5 separate regions of the Mus musculus genome follow, and regions 2, 3, 4 and 5 are each linked to region 1. A link is a contact called in public ChIA-PET data. All regions are on one chromosome and are shown on one strand. Each heading gives the region's core, a stretch centred on a gene start, on an enhancer-like site or on the middle of the called end of the contact. The rest is flanking DNA. Distances are from core to core; before and after follow the strand shown.

What was found. ChIA-PET counts read pairs in DNA pulled down with a chosen protein or histone mark.
Region 2: a contact with region 1 is called in an RNA polymerase II ChIA-PET map of memory CD8 T cells, with 13 read pairs. The contact joins the promoter of Rtraf here to the enhancer-like site in region 1. A contact is called at or near these places in 6 of 39 promoter capture datasets (cranial neural crest, hippocampal neurons, liver and 3 more), 1 of 484 Hi-C or Micro-C datasets (CD4 T cells), 2 of 115 datasets of contacts at active chromatin or transcription factors (memory CD8 T cells and stem cell-derived neural progenitor cells) and 3 of 9 other capture datasets (adipose tissue, embryonic stem cells and pancreatic islet).
Region 3: a contact with region 1 is called in an RNA polymerase II ChIA-PET map of memory CD8 T cells, with 6 read pairs. The contact joins two enhancer-like sites.
Region 4: an RNA polymerase II ChIA-PET map of memory CD8 T cells shows a contact between it and region 1, with 19 read pairs. The contact joins two enhancer-like sites. A contact is called at or near these places in 1 of 484 Hi-C or Micro-C datasets (CD4 T cells) and 3 of 115 datasets of contacts at active chromatin or transcription factors (embryonic stem cells, large pre-B cells and memory CD8 T cells).
Region 5: an RNA polymerase II ChIA-PET map of memory CD8 T cells shows a contact between it and region 1, with 57 read pairs. The contact joins the promoter of Ap3m1 here to the enhancer-like site in region 1. A contact is called at or near these places in 1 of 39 promoter capture datasets (pre-B cells), 4 of 115 datasets of contacts at active chromatin or transcription factors (embryonic stem cells, large pre-B cells, memory CD8 T cells and 1 more) and 3 of 9 other capture datasets (adipose tissue, liver and pancreatic islet).

The regions. Positions count from the first base shown.
Region 1 is chr14:20,377,442-20,380,141 of GRCm38.p6, reverse strand. Fam149b (family with sequence similarity 149, member B) reads right to left here. Exons shown (of 14, transcript NM_001024512.2): 10 at 2,143-2,367; 11 at 1,619-1,742; 12 at 1,259-1,378. Among named protein-coding and RNA genes, the nearest start is that of Gm30054, 9.5 kb to the right of the region's middle. Within about 2 kb of position 1,266, at least 108 of the 459 cell types and tissues checked have an H3K27ac peak or open chromatin away from gene starts, as enhancers often do. A contact at or near this core is called in memory CD8 T cells, pre-B cells and pro-B cells, where this site is marked.
Region 2 is chr14:19,822,414-19,825,113 of GRCm38.p6, reverse strand. Rtraf (RNA transcription, translation and transport factor) reads left to right here and starts at 1,291. Exons shown (of 8, transcript NM_026528.3): 1 at 1,291-1,445; 2 at 2,424-2,548. The coding sequence starts at 1,385.
Region 3 is chr14:21,111,734-21,114,433 of GRCm38.p6, reverse strand. The region is part of intron 3 of Adk (adenosine kinase); the gene reads right to left. Among named protein-coding and RNA genes, the nearest start is that of Adk, 61 kb to the right of the region's middle. Within about 2 kb of position 1,418, at least 51 of the 459 cell types and tissues checked have an H3K27ac peak or open chromatin away from gene starts, as enhancers often do. A contact at or near this core is called in memory CD8 T cells, where this site is marked.
Region 4 is chr14:21,031,118-21,033,817 of GRCm38.p6, reverse strand. It overlaps Vcl (vinculin), which reads right to left. Exons shown (of 21, transcript NM_009502.5): 21 at 142-2,231. The coding sequence ends at 2,085. Ap3m1 (adaptor-related protein complex 3, mu 1 subunit) reads left to right here. Exons shown (of 9, transcript NM_018829.4): 9 at 1-76. Among named protein-coding and RNA genes, the nearest start is that of Ap3m1, 20 kb to the left of the region's middle. Within about 2 kb of position 1,432, at least 204 of the 459 cell types and tissues checked have an H3K27ac peak or open chromatin away from gene starts, as enhancers often do. A contact at or near this core is called in memory CD8 T cells, where this site is marked.
Region 5 is chr14:21,051,190-21,053,889 of GRCm38.p6, reverse strand. Ap3m1 (adaptor-related protein complex 3, mu 1 subunit) reads left to right here and starts at 1,448. Exons shown (of 9, transcript NM_018829.4): 1 at 1,448-1,750. It overlaps Adk (adenosine kinase), which reads right to left and starts at 1,316. Exons shown (of 11, transcript NM_134079.4): 1 at 1,190-1,316. The coding sequence starts at 1,251.

The sequences.
Region 1 (2,700 bases), core at 17-2,516:
TCATTTTTATTTTATTGTAATAAACATGTTGACTGCATGTATCACCAGGAAGTTACATTGTGAGCTGCCATGTGGGTGCTGAGAATCGAAAACACAATTTTTTAACCATTTAGCTAGCTCTAACCCCAAATGTCTTAACCACTGAGCTAGCTCTCTAACCCCAACTGTTTTTAAAATTACTTCCTCTTTGTGCCTATGAGCAGTGTGAGTGTGTGCCCACACGAGTGCACATGGCAGGGTCCCACCTTTGGTGTGGTTCTCAGGAGCTGCCCACCTTGTTTTGGCAACAGGGTTTCTCACTGAGATCTGGGGTTTATCTATTAGGCTAGGCTGCCCAAGCATTGCAGGCAACCACAGAAGCTTTAGAGAGGCAAGAAAGGTTCGCTAAAGCTTACAGAGAGCTCCCAGTTTCTGTTACTGTAAGAGTGATACATTTCTGTTGTTTTGGCTGCCCACGTTGTGGTCATTTGTTGTGGGAACCCTGTAAAACATAGAAATACAAGCTCCCACCACTGTTAGTAGATGGTCCAAGGGTCAGGTTGGGTACATGAGCTACAGATGTTGCCATTCTGCAAACTGGAGCAGGACACAGAATCCCTGGCTAAGCACTCGGTGTGAGCTCAATCATTTCCCTGTGCTTGGCAAGCCCTCTTGCCACAAAGCAGATGAGGTAGGAACCACGTACTGACCTACAGGTGTGCAAGGTCACATGGCCCCAGTCCTCAGGAATTTTTCAAGTACTTCCTTAAAAGTAAAAGGGCTTGTAAGTGCACGACAATTGAGAAGGCAAGCGTCAGCATTTAACACAGCCATCAGAAAGAGGGTCAACTCAGCTCACACTCCGAGTCCTCCACCTGACCCCACTTTACTGTGTAAAGTGTACAGGAGCAGGGAGGACAGCACAGGCAGGTAGAGCAGGGGGCAGTGGTGCTTGTAGTGTGCTTATGTTCAGAGTATGCTGCTGAGATTTTTATTTTATAAGTAGGGCATTTTACCACCAAAAGAATGAGGCAGGGCACCACTTAGAATTTTAGGAAGATATACCTAGAATGGTATTTTATCATTAGAACATCCAACTATTTGAGTTAATCAAGCCACTAGATAAGTCCTAAGTTTGCCAAACATACCCCCCCCCTTCTTTCCCAAATTATCAAAGACAAATAGGAGCTTGAGGCAGGATTAGGAGTTCAAGAGCAGCATGGGCTGTCTGAGACACTGTGTCAACCCCTCCAAACCAGATAAACAGGAAGCACTTTACCAGAAACGACTGAGTTGTGTTGGGTCTAGAGAAGACAGGCAAAAGGAGCCTCTCTTGGGGCTGCTGGTTAGGCTCGTCTACCACTGCACTTCGGGCTCGGCTGGAGTCACCATGGGATTTCTGCAGAGGAGACGAAAGTCACAGAAACAGCTGTGTCCTGGGAGCTGCACCTGTTCCATAGTAACCCTGGCCCAACATCAGCTGCTGTGGTACCCACTCCTAAGCAGCTCCAACTTCGCTGCCATGGCCTAGAACCCGGTTTGTTTTTGTCAGAGGAGAGTGTGGTTCAAGGTAAGTCCTACAGAACTACTGCTGGTGAGAGCTCAGAGTAAGCCCGGGAAGGCGGGGTGAAAGGCTTACTGTTGGCCGCTGTGGCCCCATGGCGCTCAGGTGTTCTACTTCAACTGTTCCAATAGGTGGCAGCAGATTGTTCCGACCCAAGGTCATTGGAGAGGGAGAAGACAGTGTGTCTGCTGTCACTGGACTGAAGATCCCAGCAGCAAAACCGATATGCAAAAGTAAAGTTGTAACAACACAAAGTGATGAGAAACTTAGTAAAGTCAGTGTGCTCAGGAGGCTTGAAGCCACCCAGATTTTCAGAATAGGGGCAGCAAAGAGGGATTTTTCCCTTTCTCTCTTAAATTTCACAAATATAACTCTTCAGCTGTATCAACAGAATAATCTCATCCAGTTTTGTATTTCACCAAAACTTAAGTAAAACTCTGAGTTGGACTAAACCTGCAGACAGCACACTGTATGACTGCGTGGTCTTAGTTTTGGGCACAGCCTCAGTCTAGTCTTCTACTGAAGCCTGTTCTATGACGATTCTCACAATTACTGACACTAGCTTTACCAGGTTCCCAGAGTCTGCATTTGAAACCTACACCCGGGGTCCTCTGAGGATTTCTTCTACAGGCCATGGTGTTCCAGCGCGTGAGTGGCTTGTGCTGATCGGATGAAGGGTACGTGGTGGGGGATTGCGCCTCCTGGCAGACTGCGTTGTATATGACAAAGATGATGTACTAAGCTCCATGGCACGGTTTGGCCAATTTCGGTTTGAAAGGACGGAACTGGACCCAGGCCTCGTAAGTAGCTTGTCATCAAGATCTCTAGTGGCAAAATCAGAAACCCACAATGAAAATCACTATGTAGAAGAAGACAGGGCTCAGGGTAAAGAGCCTGAGACATTCAGGGAAGAAAAGGGCAAACTGGCTTCCAGAAGCTTACCTAAGATTCAGAGTGAGAGGCTGTTTTTAAGATGTGGGGGCTTGTTACACAGCCTAGGCCAGGCTGGAATTTGAGATCCTTCTGCTGGCCTGTCAAGTGCATGGATTGTAGTGTGTCTGTCCATGACAATGACCTGTTTTAACTCTAGCTTCCTAGGATGGAGATTTGGGAAAGCGCCCATGACCCACTTGCACAGTCACTTGTTCAGTTCTAGG
Region 2 (2,700 bases), core at 42-2,541, 560 kb after region 1:
ACACATACACACACACACACACACAACCAAAAATTCTCCAAACAATTTACCTGGCACCTCGGAACTCCCTTAACCTCCCCAGATTATATATACTTCTACCTCTAAATAATAATGTTTCTTCACCCCTAGTACCAATCACACCTACACAGTTTTTATTCAAGTATATTCCCAATGTATGGGGTATAAAGATTAGAAGGGTCAAGATGGCCTGAACTTGCTTGGGGTATAGGCACAATTAAGGGGAAACTATGTCCTCTAATAAGCTTTTAAGAAGAATCTCTTATTTACTCTCATATGCCTGTGCATGTGATTAAAGCCAGATGCATTATTGGAAGGGACGTGAGCAGTATTGAAATGATCGTATAACCTGATCTATCAATTGAAATAAAGGATCATTCACATTAGTAACCAGCGCCTCCTTTTTCTTGACCGGTGAAGAGACCCAGGCTGTAGCCTGAGGTACTTGGTACTTTTGCTCGCGTTGCCTGCTGTCATTCTGTAACTTTGCACTATAGCATTGCTTCAAATAAAACTATTTTGCTTTTGCATATTTGGATAAGAGGCCAAAAACCTGGAAGCATGCAACTTAGATCATAAGCACCGACAGCTTTGCTAAAAGATAAGAAGAAAGTTTTAAATGGGCGCTTTAGATTATCAGTCGCGTTACAGAGTGGGGAAAATACATCAGGAAAGGCAAGAAAGGATGAGAGAGAAGAGATGGCAGGACTTAGTGGCCCACTGAAGGTAGTGACTGAGAGGTTTGAGGAGAAGGAAACGCAGGTTCCCGGTTTCTGACTTCACTGTTTGGGGACAAACTGAAATATGGCATGGGGGTTGTATCTAATCTCCACATCACTCCAATTAGTCCGAAAGAATATCCTGCAGGGACCTTTCTTTTCGATCTTTGTATTACCAGCGTTCAAAGACGAGCAATTAATACGCTCAAGATATTAAACAGCAACTCTGAGCCAATAAGAGCTATAGCCGACTCGAGAAAGCGTACAGACATTTTTTTTTTTTTTTTTTTTTTGGTTTTGGTTTTGGGTTTTGGTTTTGCCTACTGTTGCAAGAAAAGGAGTTAGATCCACGAATCGCAGCTTCAGACCTGCTTTCGGTCCATTGTACAACTAGGAAGCTGACAATAAAGTTTATTTGAGCGTCGACGTGCACCGACGTGGCCCCGCCTCCTAAGCAGCAGCGATGATTGGCCAGCGCTTGCGGGCTGCGGGCGTTCCTAAGCCGCGATTGGCTCCGTCCGCCGTCCGTCGGAGCGTCGGTCACCGCCCCGCCCCTTCGCCGCGTCGCCGGTGCCTGCGCTGCCCGCCTCACCTCGCTTCTCCTGTCCCGGCGGAGGCCCGGGCGGCCAGCGCGAGCAGCGGGGACCATGTTCCGACGCAAGCTCACGGCCCTGGATTACCACAACCCCTCAGGCTTCAACTGCAAAGGTGGGTGGCGGCCGCGGGGTTCGGCGACGGCGCCTCCCCAGCCCGCCCGGACCCGGACCCAGACCCGGCAGCCGCTGCCCTGAGGCGCTCGGCAGGCTTCCCGGCCCCCGGGCGGCTCGGCGGGCACCTGCGGGGTAGGGGAGGGGACCGGGGATGCCCTTCGGGGCGCGCAGAAAGTTCGTGGCCGGCTGCCAGGGAAGTGGAACCGTTCAGAAAAAAAGATATTCCAGTCCTGCGGGCCAGTGGGAAACTGAGAGTGAGGCGGGGACCAGGGCCTCATTCCGCTGTGCAGGACGCACCGGTAGAAGCGGGGTGGCAGCGTTTGGTCTCCAGAAGCATATCAGGGTCAGTCCTGGTTTTTACTTGGCTTTTACTTGGCTCAAGATTGCTGGGTGGCGGTAGAGCCGAAATTGGGGGTTGAGACCTCAGTTTTCTGACGAGTAAAATGAGGATCTTTCCTGAGGGTTTTGGGTTTTGGTGTTTGGAGGGGTTGGATCTAAGGAAGCAGGTGCGTCCCGGTAACTGTACACTGTCCCCTAGCTTTCAGTTTTTAATATTTGTATTCAGGGTGCTTTAATCGTTTATTTCTAGTTTATTTTATTCTATTGGCTTGCTTCAAAGTTTTTACCTGCCCAATGCCCCTTAAACTCTAAAGGAACCAGAGTTCTAATAAAACATAGGAAACACTGTGCCCTGCATGTTTAATTCATTCAATACTCAAAACATCCCCACGAAGTAAGTCCCGTTTTCCTCATCTTGTATCTGAAGAATCTGAAGCTTAGAAAGTGTATCCGGTTTTCTGAGGCTCATCCAGAATTTGAGTCTATTGCAGTGAGCCAGGTATCTATGGCTCTGCAGTCTGAACTTTGAGCTCTTGCTGACTTCCCTCGGGGTCAGTTAATGTAGTGTTTGCAGGTTAGAAAGCCACCAAGGATCACAAAGGCTTTTAGTGACTTGATATATGATGTTTCGTTGCAGATGAAACAGAATTTAGAAACTTTATCGTTTGGCTTGAAGACCAGAAAATCAGACACTACAAGATTGAAGACAGAGGTAACTTGAGAAACATCCACAGCAGTGACTGGCCCAAGTTCTTTGAAAAGGTAATGAATCAGGAAGTAGAAGGAAGCACAGAGAACTTTTGTAAACGTTGTATGTTGAGTTGAAAATTCCTATGTTCTTTTAAGATATAATAGTGATCAGTGTGAGTAAAGCTAACTCCATGGATTCAAACTCTGTTGTTTTGATTTTTAAA
Region 3 (2,700 bases), core at 169-2,668, 730 kb before region 1:
ACCTCCTACCTTTACTTGTGTTACATCATTACCCATATATATAAAGAAAGCCATACCCCATCTCTCTCTCTCTCTCTCTCTCTCTCTCTCTCTCTCTCTCTCTCTCTCTCTCTCTCTCTTCCCCCCTTCTCTTTTCTGCTGCCACCTTGCCCCTCTTACACGTGGAACTGTTTTGGCCTGGTGTGCTATGTTCCAACTCGAGCCACTATTCTAACATATCACCTCCTGCCTTGGTCTCACAAGTGAACTAGGCATGCTGAGCCACACCCATCTCTTCAAGTCTGTTAACATTATAGTCAACTGTGGGATGAATTCACCTTTCATAGAGGTGGACCATTAGGAGGGGACAGGACAAAGTGAACGGAAGGTTACTTAATAAGCAGAATGACAGAAGGGGCAGGACTGGAGGCAGGCAACCTTGGGTCCTACTGTTAACACCTCAGGAGGGAATCATCAAGGAATAAAGAACGAGTAGAGTCAGAGTTGGAGACATTCTGGATATTCAAGACATTTTATTCACTAAAAAGCATACTGAGTCAGGTATGCTAGTGAACACCTTTAACCTCAGCTCAGGGAGGGTGGTTGAGTTTAAGGAGAATCGGGCCTATTTACCAAGTTCCAGTCCTGCCAGGGACATACCCTGAGACCCAATCACCAAACATAAGTAAGAAAGCCTAAAAACAAAAGTATACTGAGCGCGTAAAGGTACAAAGACAGAGGGAACTTTACCTTTGGCTGGCTCCTGAGATGAGATGGAAGGAAACAAAATTACAGGACAACCTAGCTCTTCTAATGTAAAATCTGGCCAGAAACCAGATCAGGGAGGTCAAGAAACCTTCTGGGCTGGCTGTGGGGCAGCGTGCCTTTATCAGACTGTGGAGGCACACGTTTGTGGGTTCCAGGTCAGCCAGGGGCACACTGTGAGACCCTATCTCAAAACACAAAATTTTCAGGAACATCTCTGAATCTTTCTGTTTACTTTGTTTTGAAGACACAAGCTCCACTGTGTAGCTCTAGCCATCCTCGAATTCATTTGTAGATCAAGCTGGCCTTGAACTCACAGATCCACCTGCCTCTCTGCTTCCTGAGTGCAGGGATCAATGGGGTGTGCCACTATCACCAGCTTAAGAATCTTAAAACTAAAAAAAAAAAAAAAAAAAGGAAAGAAAGAAAGAAAGAAAAGAAAAAGAAGAAAAAAGAAATTACAAACCCTAAAGGAATTGGAATCACTAAGACACCCTAACAGGCCAAATATCAATAATGAAACTAGTTAGACAACTGACACATTTCCTTAGAGATGATGAGAGAGCAAAGCAGGAGAGGTTTACAATTGCTCTCAAGGCAGGAATGACTCACAGTGCCCTTGAGAAGCCATGCCTGGGAGGCTTCTATGGAAGGAGAAAACACCACTTCAAAGTGGTCGCCACAGACAGGAACATAAAGCTATATACCACTAGGTATTCTATTTCACAAGTGTTTTGCCAACCTGTATTCAAACTGAAAGCTCGTGATCAGAAAATAAAGATCAAAGTTCCTTCACCAAAAGAGCAACCCCCGGGTTCAGATGTTTTCACAGCACACATATTGAGCAATGACTAGCGTTAGGTAAAATGGCAAAGGCAGAGGGCACAGTGAGGTAGGTAGGGGTGGGGAGGTGCTTCCCTCGCATGTGGGAGGCACCGGATGGGATCCCTGGCACCAAGGCAGAAACGTTCTTGTTAATTATGATTGTCATACCTCAGGAGAGTCGTTAGTAAAATTAAAAGTATGGTACTTAACACTGTTTTTATCTGAAAATAGGCAGAAATGTGAGGAATATTTTCATTATAATAATGAAAATGGGAAGGTTTAAATTAGGCATTAAACAGTGCCTGATGCATAACTTAATTAATAGTTTTTACACCATTAAATATATGCAGGCCAGGGAGAAGGCTCGGGGGATAATGCACATGGTGCTGAAACTTGAGGACATGAGTAGATGTACACAACCCGCCCAAGGGTCAAGTGCATGCGGTGACCCATCTGCAACCCAACATGCACCACGCCCTGATTTATAAAGTTCTGAGAACCAGGCGTAGGGCCTCAAACACACTACACAAGTACTCTACCCACTGAGGCAAATCCCCAACCCATTTGTTTGCTCTGCAACTGACTCAGAAAGAACATGTGATACAGAGGACAATCACATTAGAAAGTTTGTCTGAGTAGTTTTTTAAAAGAAACACTCTCTTATTGTCACTAAATTCTCAACTATAATTACCTCTAGAGCTGCACTAGCCATTCGTCACCATGAAGGGTCCCAGCCTATAACAGAACACCAGGGATGAGAAACTCCAAACCATCCACACCGAAGACTGTGAGGCACTTGCAAGCAAAAGCTTCGTAAGAGTACTATATAACTCAAGACTTTTTAAACCTGAAAGATATGTTTTCACAGTATATTTTCATGATGGTTCCCCTCCCCCAATCTCTCCCAGATCCTCCTCCCCACCTCGACCTCCCAACACAAAAACAGAAAAATAAAAAGCAAAAGAATAATAGGACAAAAAAAAAAAAAGTACCAAAATAAAACAAAAGTCTACAAAAATACTACAGAGTTTATTTTGTGTTGGCTAAACACTCCTGGGCATAGGGCCTGCTGTGTAATGCAGTTGACACACCCAGTGACACTCCATAGGAGAGCTGCTTTCCCCTTTGTAT
Region 4 (2,700 bases), core at 183-2,682, 650 kb before region 1:
CAGACCCTCTTACGTAACTACACTATTATATAACTCCTTTATGGATTGAATAAAGCTGTTGGTTTCCAGACCTTGAGAATTAGCTTCAATACAAAATAAGTCTGACCTAAAGTTGTTAGTAAAATAACCTCAATTAGAGCATTATTCATATAAATGTACTTTATTGTTTTAAACAGAACAAAAGAAGAGGCAGAAACATTTACATATAAGTCCTAGCTTATAAACATAGTTTTTAGTGGTGGCATCTCTAACACGTCATTCAGGGACTGTTTCCTTTTGCCTCCTTGTACTGTAAGCACTGACACTAGAAAGCACATCTGGTGGACATGTGTCTCCAGAACTGAAGGAACTTGGAGAATAAACATGATTCTTCTTAGTTCCTCTAAGAAATCTTTAGTAAGACAAAAAATGATCTTTGGCATAGATTCATACTTTAAAGGCATTGATATGCATTTATATCAGGTAAGCAACTATACAGATCTGCTGAGAGCTTTGAAAAGAATCTTTTATCAGCAAAAAGAAATAGGGGGAGCCTGAGTATTCAGGGTCAACTTAAGATTTACAAGTTCAGTGTTGGGATTGGACATACTAGATGTGGGAAGAACATCCAGGAAGAAGGCCTCACTCCTGTATTCGTCTGGTTCCTGATTTCTGAAAGAAGCATTTGTATACTGGGAAATGCTTATACAGCCAGGATAAATGCAAAAAAAAAGGAAAGTCACTTTTACACTAACTTTGCCCAATAGGAAACATGCCTTTCTGATAAATAGATACCATACTCATTATTCTTGAATACTTCGTATTTATGGAAGGATGAAAAATGCTTGGTTGTAGTTGATTAAAAGCAACTGGGAACTATAATAGTTCCTACTGATTTTTCCCTAGAAGCACCAGAAGTATAATCTGCAAATGCTAGTCTCCCAGACAAGATTGCCTTTCCATTCAAGTCTCTTAAGGAGCAAGCCCTAATTCTTAAGTCTCAATTTTGAATGAACCTTTCAAAGTTACAAGCAAAGTCAAGTGTGGTGGTAGGAGCTAACAGGCTGACACAGGTAGATCACTTGAATCCATAAGTTCAAGACTAGCCTGGACAACATAAAGAGACCCAGTCTCAAAATTTAAAAAAAAGAAAAAAGTGGGGGATGGAGGGATTACAGACAAACACATACCTATGTATCTTTAAAGTCTTGTTTAAAGAAGCATACAGAAGAAGACTGCCAAAGCCTAGGATGATTTGGTTAAAAGTAAATGCAGCACTTCAGCTCAGAAATTAAAGAAAATAAGGGCGAAGAATGAATGCCAAGGCCTCAGCACAGACATCTACTGGCAGTGACAAAGCATAGAAAATCTGGGAGTGGCCCCACTGGGAGGATGGGCAGGATAACACCCCAGTGACTCTGTTCCTCTAGTGACAGAGCACCAGTGTGTTTACAGGATGGTTACCTTGGCAACCAAACAAGGCAGGATGTGAGACAGGAAGTTTCCATAACACATACTAGTTAGTGGCATGGTAAAAACAGAAATAATGATTTCCTCACAACAGTGAAAGTTGGTTTCCCATTGTGAGGAACTAGGGTTACACTGGGAGAAAGCAGGAAATGAATCCAGGCCGCACAAGCTAGAACTCTCCAGAGACCACTTTTTCCTGCAGCAATGATGCACAGCCCAGAGAAGGTAGGCAGGGTCAGCAGCAGGGGGGGAAACCCAAAATAACTTTGGAAGCACAGTTATTTAGACTTGCCTCAGCTCTAGGTCTTGAGAGCCTATAGTGGGGAAAGGGAGTTGGTGAACCGTAAACACAGAAATGACCCCCGGGGCAGAGCAGGGCTTCCGGCTAGTGTTCACGCTTATTCTGAGCTGCTGTAAAATCCATGGGAGAGAGTGCGCATAGTAACTGAAAGTACAGGGTTTATAGAGAGACACATTTCAAAGTGCCCATGACAAGAGTATAAATGTTCCTTTCTGGTGTGTGAAGCCAGGGATTGATGTTTCCATTCCTGACAACTCTGAATGGCTTCTGGAACTCAAGATGGTTCTCTTCTCTTTAGCAGAGGTGTATGTACCAGCCAGATTTGACGAGGTGCCTACTGGTACCAGGGAGTCTTTCTGACCCAGCGCAGAGTAAAGCCAGCATCTGTTCGGATTTTGATTGAAGCAGCTTCAGCCTCTCGCACAGTCTCCTTCACAGACTGCATGAGGTTCTGGGCATTATGAACCAGCATCTCTGTGGCCTGCAATAGGAGAGCCCTGTTACTATAGCCCCTAACGCAGCACTCGCTGCCAGGAGTGGGCTGCAGTTAAGCCCTATACCCGATCCCCCTGCTCCACCAGTAGTTTAACTACATAAACAGCAATGTTTATACAATTTGGCTTGTATATCAATGACTGCACTGTGTCTTTGTATGGCTGACAGCATGCACTGGTTTTGAAAGGTGGTGTTCTTTTAGGACTCCTGCTATGTCCTCTACCTGTAACACTTTTCTTCCAAGTATGCCAGACTCCCCCTCCAGTGTCCAAGCATTCTTTACTTGAAGATATTTTTCTTCATAAAATCCATCATAAATTTATGCTATATATTATACCTAGATTGCTTGGGGGTGGGAGTTTTTTTCTTAGTTGGCATTTGCTTTTGGTGTTTGGGGGAGGGGGTAGTTTAGTTTAATTTATCTGTCTGTATTCTTTAAGCTCCATAGGGCAGAG
Region 5 (2,700 bases), core at 199-2,698, 670 kb before region 1:
TAAGGAGACAGTATGCGTTTATTCAGTGGGCGGGGCCAGAGGACAACAGAAGAACAGAATAGGTTCACTCCGTCCACCACGTGTGTCCTGGAGTCTGACTGAACTCAGGTCATCCGACTTGGCAGCAAATGCCCTTATCTGCTGAGCCATCTCACTGACCCAGATAATCTAAAATTTAAAATAAAACATCCTCAGTTTTTTGGTTGTTTTTTTTTTAATGTTTTACGTTTGTGGTATTAGACATGCACAATAACCTTCTAAGAATAATAGGCACTAAATAAACCCACTAAAAGGGACCTGCTCAGACCCATTCCACCAAGAACATGATTTGGGACCCCCCAACTTTCCTTTTCAGTTGTGAATCAATTCTCCTTTTGAACATGGAAAAAATATGTTGAAATAAATGGAATTTGCCTTGTATAATCAGTAACAGGCCCACGGTTTTAAATCAGTTTGATGCGTCTATTTTTAGGTAGCAAAATCACTGCCTTCCAATGAGCACTTCAAAGTCATCAGACACTGAGCGCGCTGGACTTTATACTTATTAGGAAGAAATTTTTTTTAAAAAAACGAACGGCTTTTTGTAAATGAAAGTTGCAACATCAATTGTGCGTCAGGTGTTGGGAGAGAGAGCTCTCCGCTCCTGCCAAATATGCAAAGGGGAAAAAAAGAAAAACAAACAAAAACTTTCCTAACCTAAGCCTGAGGTTGCTTGGGGGTCCCATGAAGGGGGTCTCCAAAGATGATTTCAGAAAGCTGACGGAAAACTCAAAACGCTCTTCTGCAACGCCTTCTGAAGAATTCCAAGAATGTTATCTTTTACCAGGGTCCAGGAGGCGCCGGGCGCCTTCCCGCTAAATACCCTAGGAAAGGATGCAGCTCCAGATAGGTCCTTTGGGGTCGCGCTAGCGCGGCCCGCGAAGACAAGCACGTGGCGCCAGAGGAAGGCTCGGCCCCCGGGCCAGCAGCTCTGATTGGTCAGTGGCTGCCAGGGCCGAGAATGCACCTGAGCAGAGTCCAGAACAAGAGGGCACTGAGGGGAACAGCAGCTACGCGGGCAACTCCCCGAGCTGCAGGTCCAGCGCGTTGGCCCCACGAACGCAGCCACCAACCAGCTGCGCCAGCCCACGTGGGCCTTGGCTCACTGCGAGTGCCATCTCCCTCCTCCCCCACGTAGGGCAGCTCTCACCTCAGCGCTTGTGGCGCTTCCACCTTGAGCTTTTTGGGCTTGGGCTCGTCCGCAGCTGCCATCTTCACACTCTCACCGTAGTTTGGCTCTGCCGCGCGTCCCGCCCCTCAGTCCGGTGGCCCCGCCCCTCAGCTCGTCACCGCCCCCTTTCCACTAAGCCCCGCCTCTCCAAGCTCCGCCCAATCCGTGACTCTAGTCCATAACCATTGGCTCTACGCGCTTCCCTACAGGACCTCGATTACTACGGTAAGGGACCCCAAACGGAGTTAGGCTGCGGGTGAGCGCCTGCGCTCAGGGAGTGCCAACCTCCCCGTTCCTTCAGCCCCTGAGTAATGTGGAAGAGTCAGATCTTCAACCTCTGTAGACACCGAGCCTCTCACTGAACGCCGTTCCGCTCGTTGTGTCTATCTAGTCCAGCCGACCTCCTTGGTGCCTCTGCGGCTGCTAGTCAGGCAATCTGCTGGGCACTCCGAGCGCGGGGTCCTCGCGGCATTCTCTGCTGCTTCAGCTGCGGTGCAGAGAGGACCCGGCACCGAATCACTGAGTCGCCCAGGTGTCGGGGTGAGTGTGAGGGCGGGGAGTCTCCGGGCTGGAGACCTCTCCAAAGCCGGGGAGTAGACCGCATAGCTCCGGCTCGGGACTCTAGCCTGGGCTCCAGGAGCGTCCCCGCTGCTGTGCACCGGGGCCGCGCCTGCCCGGCACGTCCGGGCTTTCTAGCCAGCTGGGCCGGAAGGGAGCGGTGCACCTGCCACGTAGGGTTCTCGGACCCTGGACCCCAGGCACGGGAAATGTCATCTATAGTGAGGTGCAGTACCGACGACTTGAATTTGTAGGACCCCAGGTTTGGCCTTGGAGGGCAAGTCCCCTGAAGAAGCTAAGAACGCTCTCTTTATAGGGTGGCGCCTGCGTGAGCTGGCCTGGGATGGGGAAACAGTGAGTAGGGTGTTGCAGCTTCTCAGGAGACAGGTGACAGGGCTGTAAACTAAGAAGGTGGCCTGGAGAATGGAAACATAATGAGGGGTGGGCTGATTGGATGCAGTGGATTTGTTTGATATTGAAGCTTTAACTTCCTAGTTGAGAAGTTGAGTCACTGTAAAAATCCGGCGTTCTCGCGGGGAAAGAATTTTTTTTTTTTTTTTTTGGTGGCATTTGGGATTTTGACTTGAAAACACATTACACAGAAGAAAAGGAATTTTCTGCAGGCAAATATATAAATCCTTCCTCTGTATTGAAAGAAGAAAACGTGCCCCCCTTTTGAGAGAGTCCCACTGCTATTATCGTCTGTTTCTCAGTGTCTTCCTGGTTTTTAAACATTTTTTTTTTACATTTATTTGTTTGTTGTATGTGTGTTGCATGCCACAATATACATGTAGAATTCAGAGACCAACTTCTGGGCCACAATTCTCTCCTTCCACCATGAGGGTCTTAGTGCTCAAACTCAGGTCCTTAGGCTTGCTAGCAGACACCTTTTTTGATGAGCCATCTCAGTCTCCTTATCTTTGTTTTACCTA